2 separate regions of the Rattus norvegicus genome follow, and region 2 is linked to region 1. Evidence: chromatin contacts called from public Hi-C data. All regions are on one chromosome and are shown on one strand. Each heading gives the region's core, a stretch centred on a gene start, on an enhancer-like site or on the middle of the called end of the contact. The rest is flanking DNA. Distances are from core to core; before and after follow the strand shown. Region 1 has its middle 47 kb from the start of Kcnc4. Region 2 holds the start of Kcnc4 (potassium voltage-gated channel subfamily C member 4).

Evidence for each region. Hi-C and Micro-C count contacts between places; a contact is called where the count stands out from the background.
Region 2: a Hi-C map of psoas muscle shows a contact between it and region 1, with 2.3 times the contacts expected there. The contact joins the promoter of Kcnc4 here to the enhancer-like site in region 1. A contact is called at or near these places in 2 of 12 Hi-C or Micro-C datasets (frontal cortex and psoas muscle) and 1 of 1 datasets of contacts at active chromatin or transcription factors (oligodendrocytes).

What each region holds. Positions count from the first base shown.
Region 1 is chr2:197,739,884-197,743,328 of GRCr8, reverse strand. No RefSeq gene overlaps it. Among named protein-coding and RNA genes, the nearest start is that of Kcnc4, 47 kb to the left of the region's middle. Within about 2 kb of position 1,843, at least 25 of the 93 cell types and tissues checked have an H3K27ac peak or open chromatin away from gene starts, as enhancers often do.
Region 2 is chr2:197,786,942-197,790,386 of GRCr8, reverse strand. Kcnc4 (potassium voltage-gated channel subfamily C member 4) reads left to right here and starts at 1,954. Exons shown (of 4, transcript NM_001415110.1): 1 at 1,954-3,445. The coding sequence starts at 3,364.

The sequences.
Region 1 (3,445 bases), core at 594-3,093:
TGAACACCTTTGACACGAGACATGTTCTGAGGGACTTGCACTGTATGTAGCTAAGGTGACTAAGCTTCGTGTAGTAAAAGCAAGGCTGAGGACTGAGTTCTGATCCCAAAGCTGACACCCCTTCTCTGAAGAAGACACAGTCACATAAGGGATCTACTGCCTCTGTGCACTGGTTTTTCTCTACTGTTTCTTCTGTGACATGGATCCTGCTAGGGCCTTGTGAAGGGCGGTGGCGTCAATGTCAGAGAAGGGCATGGATGAGAAGCACATCAGGAGAAAACTGAAGGAGCTCGGCACCCAGCCACACTGGAATCTGTCAAGAGAAGACTCTCCCAATGTCTTCAGAGGGTCCACACTAATACTGGTTCAGAGGTCTGCAGGGCCTGTGCCCCACCCTATGACCATAGGAAGCCTCTGGTGGAGGTGAGCTATGTTTTACAGATGAAGCTCCAAGTAGCCCCAAGAGCCTTCCACAGCAGGAGGGGACAGGAAAGCGTCAGAGGCTAGCTGCTTTCACCTGACGGAGGAAATAGAGCAGAAGGAAGGAACGATCTGTACTCTTAGCTGCAGGGTGGCAGAGAGAACCTGAAGTAGCTCTGCTCTGCCCTGCCCCTCCCCACAGGTATCCCTGGGGGTTCCTTGCCAGGCCTGAGGATGAAGTAGCTCATATTTGTTCTCACTCTCAGCCACACCCTGGAGGGTTTGGAATGCTTCCAGGAGCCCTGCCCCTTCTCTGTCCCTGCAGGGTCTGATCCCCAACACTCACCCTAACATTGTTAGGTGATCTGGGGCATCATTTGTACCTAAGTTACCTGCCCATACTGGGTATCCAAGGACAGTCCCCAAGAGCAGTGGTCATGTTCCATTTTTCCCATCTGTGGTTTATCTGCCTGAGGAGGAGGCTGGAACTGGAGCTGCGGCTGGAGCCAAGTGTGGGACACCTGCTTTTTTTTTTTTTTTTAGCAGTCTTGGCATGGGCTGCATGGCTTTAAACTCTGTACAGTCTCCTGCTCTGGGAAATGCAGAATTAATTGAATGACATGTGCAGTGATTACGGGAAGACAGAGATGGGTTGGAGGAGGACTGTCTGTAGATCCCGCCAGAGAGACTAGGAATTAATTCAACTTGTCACTTTATGGTGAGCTCCCTTAGCAGGTGTCAGCTAAACGGTCACCTCATTTATCCCGAATACAGCATGTCATAGCCTGAGCATGCACTCCGCAGAGCTAGCCAAAGCCTCATGGAGGCCCAGAGAGAGGCTACAAGACGAGGGTGGGACAGGCCGCGGCTGGAACCACAGCGCCGTTCTATTCTATCCCATTACATCTAATCCGGTATCAGCTTACTGCCTACTAGGTGCTAGAAACAGTGCCAGGGTTATACGCAAGAGGATCTTCCAGCTGAAGCAGCTCGTTGCTCTAGCAGACATATCGGCCCGATAGATGCATAGCGTAGCTAGACTCCCGCGGCTAATCTTGACTTCAACTCCCCGGTATGGTCTGCTGAGATCAGGGAACATACATGCTCTTTTAGTCACCCCTGCAACCTTGGTGCCCTGCACAAAGCCTGGAGCCGAGTAGGTGCTGAATATACGTTTACTGAGTGAGCAGATGAACAAATGCTCAAACAGTCTGAGTCAAGCAACAATACCCCCAAAACTCTATGAAGAGTAAGGATTCAACAGGCTTCTTGCTGATCGCCCCCTTCAAACCCTTCAGTTTCCTCTGGGGCGCAGGGCAGGCGGACCTCAGCTCTTCTCACAATCCCTCTCTCTAGACTTGAGCTCTACAACCTCGCATTCAAGCCCCAGTCCAAGTCCCCCAAGTCCAAACTGGCAAAGATACTAATATTAGCAGGTCAGAGTCAGCACAGAGATTCTTTAAGATGCTTTGACTGGCTGAGGGGCCCTAGACAGAGCCAGGTGTATTTTTAGCTCTCTGGGTATCTGGAAAGGTATTGAAATGCAGCCGATGTTGCAGACACCCGGGCAAATCAGTATTCTGCTGCTGGCCTCCCCATGCCAGCAGTTTCCATTCAGTGTCTCTGGAGCAAGGGTTGCCATGGAGATTGAGTGCCAGGACAACTGAACTCCCTGTCAGAAAGCCACATCACAGGTAGAGCTCTGGGCCAATGAGAAGCAGGGAGCTCCCTGGATAGCCACATCTTCCTGCCTTGAAGATAAATGGTGTCGGAACTCCCTGGCACCCTTGGAAGGGGTCAGTCAGAAGACGGAGGGCATTGTCTCTGGAGTTGCATTCTTTAAAGGGATTAAGTCTATTTCTCATACAAACACCCCCCCTTCTCCTTTCTCCATGGAATTTTGGTTTTCCTGAATGGTGGTTTGGAGGACATGAGGGAGATAAAGGGAGGTGGAACGGGCAAGTTCTGACATAAACCTGAACATACATATGTGATGTGTGAGGTTGGAAAAGGCCAGGCGACCCCAGTCCCAAAGCTGTTAGAGTTACAGAGTCCCTCTCTTCTGGGTGGCACTGCATAGGACCCCCCCTCATTTTATCTTTGCTGTTCCGTGTCCCTGATATGCTAAGCAACTGAGATGAAAACGGGATGCTCCAAGAAGCTGGTAGCCCACTCACACTGGCAAAGCCGGTCAGCCGCAAAGCCACGAGCGCATCCACACTGTATCACATCAAAGACTCTCTTAGACAATTTAGCCTTATCTTCACATGGCATAGCGAGTAACTGAAGCCCAGAGAGAACACAGAACATAGAGAACAAAGAGTTTTAGCTCTTTGGGTATCTGGAAAGGTATTGAAATGAAGTCAATGTTGCAGACAGTGGACAGGGGGTCTGGCAGGGACAGGGGCAGGGTCATTTGCTAAGTTTTCTTCTCATCCTCCCAATCTCTTTCCAGAGAAATGTGCTGTCTTCGACATTTTCTGGACTGACCTTTAGCAACGGAGGACTATAATCAGTTGCTGTTAGTGGAGAATTTATTTCAGGTACTAAACATTAGTTTATTCTTGCTCATAAAACAATTCATGCTTATGAGGTTGAAATAGGAGGATCACAAGTTTTAGACAAGCCTGGGTACAGAGCGAGTTCAAGTCACGCCTGTCTCAAAATAGAAAGCAGAACAACAATAACAACACAAAGGAGTCCAGAGGCAGTAATTCTGGAACTGGGATGGCAGAGGAGCCCAGTCTTTAGGGATGAAGGTGCTTTTTACTTTTCTTCATCGCTGTCCCAAGCACAGAGTTTTAATTCTAAACTGTTCAGAAAGGCTGTTGTATCAGGGCCATTACACCCACATTCCATATAGGTAACGTGGAGAGAAAACTGACAGAAGGGTGTGTGTGTGTGGGGGCCTGCATGGGTGGGTACATGCACATGCGCATATGCATATGCACACACACACGAACACATGTACACTTGCACACCAGTGTGCGAGTTTTCTTCTCATCCTCCAAAATAAAGTCCCCAC
Region 2 (3,445 bases), core at 705-3,204, 47 kb before region 1:
AGAGATTAGCCTTACCTCACAAACAGAGAGGAGGGCAGTAAACCTCAGAATGCCAACCTTAGCACGCTTACTCTCCCAGGGAATCTGGGAAAGGCCCATGAGGCAGGTTATTCAAGAGCTTAGGGCTAAACTGTCTCAGAATACCTTTAACACATTTTTCCTGAGCTCTTCTTGAGGCCCTCTAGCTACACAGCAGCTTTCTCATCTACCTCTCTTCCTTCATTGCCTCTTTTTTTTTCCTGGCAAGGCTCCCCCTCTGTGCTCCCCAGACACTCATCCCCATCCCACCAGTATTGCAGGATGGAAGCACAAACTGGACAGAGCTCTCCCGGGGCTGGAGACAGATGTGTGATCAGTGTCTGGAACAGCTTCTGGAAAGTACTGTGTGCTCAATGAATCAACAAATCAAATTTGGGATGCTGTAGCCTGCTTCCTTCCTTTCTCCTGCCAGCACTAGCCACTTGTCTCTTTTCTCAGGCTGAAGAGTGGAAAGTGAAGAGAAGGTTTTTTTTTGTTTTTTTGTTTTGTTTTGTTTTGTTTTTGTTTGTTTTTTTGGCCAGGACACAATCCTGAGAGGACTTTAATGTCATCACAGTCAGGACATCAATATCCTCTTGGTAGTGCTTCCTTTCTCAATTCGGTCCTAGGCAGTCCTCGATCTTCTCTTCTCAGTCATGTTGAAGTATTTCTTTTGCTGCACTAAACTCTGGAATCCAGACATAATATCTAAGAGTAAGGGAGTACCCAAAGAGGATACCCACAAATGAGTGCTTCTAACTACAGTCAAGATGGTGGTATGGGCCTGTCCTGAATGCTAGTACACATGATAATTTGGGGTTGTTTGTTTGTTTGTTTTGCTTTTGTTTTCTGGGGTTTTAAAACCCTCATTAATGACAAGACCTTTGCTTTATAGAAATCCCTTGCGTTTACATTGGCCCTTTAACCTCTCTCGGAGCTGCCTGTTCCAGATCTCAGGTGGTACGCACATGTAGTGTCAGGTGGTCAGGTGTGATGTGTCAATCACCTTGTACTTCTGTTTAAAAGTCCTCCCTGTATCTCCCAGAGTTCCTGAAGCAGAGAGAAGGGGAAGAGATGAAGAGGGAGGATATTAAAGATGTAGGTGTGGTTCTACGCTTAAAAAAAAAAAAAACCCTAAAACTAATGAATCTGGAAATTGCTTCTGGGAGAAGGCCAACAAAGTCTAATGCTTCATGTTTTGGATACAGCAGCTTCTCAATTACTTAGCAAATAGGTCCTCAGAGGCGGCCACTGTGGGTGTTATCGAGATGAAAAAGCACAGTGCAGCCTAGAGGAACCCGCAGTCTGGGAGAGAAGACAAGGCAGAGACAAGTGCAAGGACTGGAACAGCAGTAGGACCCTAAGATAGCATGAGGAAGAGTGTGGCGTCTCCTAGGTTCCCTTCACTGCAACAGGGAGCCAGGCCTTCGACCTGATCATCTTCAGGAACACACTCATAAACCATTTCTCCACGGACAGCAGCAGGCTTAGAGCTTCCCTCCACCTAGACCAGAAACATTTCTCTGCCCAAGGCCATGCTGTCCTGGCTCCAAGGTGGAAGCTGTGGTGACTATGTCAGAGATCATAAATATCAAGATCCAGAGTGTCCAAGACACAGGATGGGGCCACGGTGGTCAGACCATGTTTCGGGAAGAGGAGAGGACAGTCTCTTCTTTGATGTACAGTCTTGCCACTCTATTCCATCCTGGCTTCCAGTCAGCCACAATGAAACAGTGAAACCACAACAATACGAGCGGGGTAGCTGTAAGAGGTGTAGAGAAAGAGACAGGAAGAGAGGTTAAAGGTCAGGGGTCGAGAGCGCTTGGGTGTCACCAAGGGCTGCAGTGGGTGGAGCTGAGGGCTAGGGAGAGGCGGGGAGTGGGGCAGAGAGGGGATGGCAGCGGAGGCGCGCAGGGGCGGCGCGCGACGCTGGGCACTGGCTGCTAGCGGGTTACGCGCCTCCGCTGGGCTGGGATGCGCGGATGAAGGCTGAGCTTTGCTGCCGGAGCTCCGCAACGCCCCAGGTCTGCCTTGCGCCTTGCCGCGCCCACCCCGCCCCCCGGAGGGCGCGCCCGGGTCAAGCGAGGCCGAGAGGAAAAGGCGCCACTTGGAGCGTCGCATCCTCTGTCATCGCGGGAGGGAGTCGCAGAAACCTCTGAGCCCCATTCCTCTGGCGCCCAGGCGCTCCCATCCCTAGACCACCTCGCGCCCGCCCCTAGCAAGGAGCCAAGGCCGGCGCCCCGCCCGGAGATGGGCAGACGCGCAGATGGCGCGGCTCCCGGCGCCGCCAGATCGCAGGAACCCGGCGCCGGGGCGCTGCGCTGAGGCTCCCTCTTGGAGCGGCCTCGGAAGCCTGCAGGTGTCCTTGACCATTCGGCCACCGCCCGGGACACTCCTCCGCCAGCACTGGGTGCCTGGCTCTTCAGAGCAGCCCCGCCCTCCAGGCTCTGCGCCGCGCAGGACGCCCCGTCTGAATCCCCCCCTCCCCGTCCCGGCGCGGCCCCCGCAGCGCTGCACCCAGCCCCGCGCAGCTCCCGGCCGCGGACGCAGGACCCAGGCTCGCTGCAGCGGGCGCGCTTGTTTTCCTGTCGCCTGGTCCTGCGCAGCTCCCACCCGCTGGTCCGTCTCGCTCGGCTCAGCCCCGCCCGCCATCGGTGCTCCGCGCTGGATTTATGAATGGGGGCAACAGGCCACATGCCCGCCACCGCCGCCTCGAATTGACCGCACACTGCCCGGCCCCGCAGAGCTCTGGCTACCGTAAGAACATCCGCCTGGCCCCGGTAGCCACTCCGAAGACTTGTTGCTGTTACGCTGCTGCCTCCGCCGCTGCCGCCGCCCGGAGAAACCCTGCCGCGTCCAGGCTCGCCGGGTTCTAGGAGCCAAAAGGTGGCCCGTGTGAGTGTGAGCGAGCGAGCGCGCTGCGGACCCTGGCAGTGCTCTGGGACTGTGCGCTTCTCTGTCTTTCTGGGGTTGGGGGGGGCGTGTCCCCGGCCCGGAGCATCCTTGTGCTTGCCTCAACCTTCTGAGACCCCGGACCCCTTGGATTGAGTCCTCGACCCTGGTCTTCACCTCCTGCCTCCCCTAGGTTCTTCCTGCCAAATCCCAACCACCTGTGCACCACAAAAAGCCAACTCTTCCTGCTCCGAGCCCCGGGGGGGTGGGGTGGGGGGGAGGCAGGGGCAGAGCCACTCTGCAGAAGGGGCCGCCACCACCTCCTGCCTCCTCCTCCTCCACCACCTCCTCCTCCTTCTCGTCTCCTCCCCCTCCCCGTTCTGACGCTGCCTCCTTGGGAAGGGTGTTTGGAGGGCAGCGGCCGCCCCAAGCCGGAGCCCCGCAGCGCTTCTTATGATCAGCTCGGTGTGTGTCTCCTCCTACCGCGGGCGCAAGTCGGGGAACAAGCCTCCGTCCAAAACATGTCTGAAGGAGG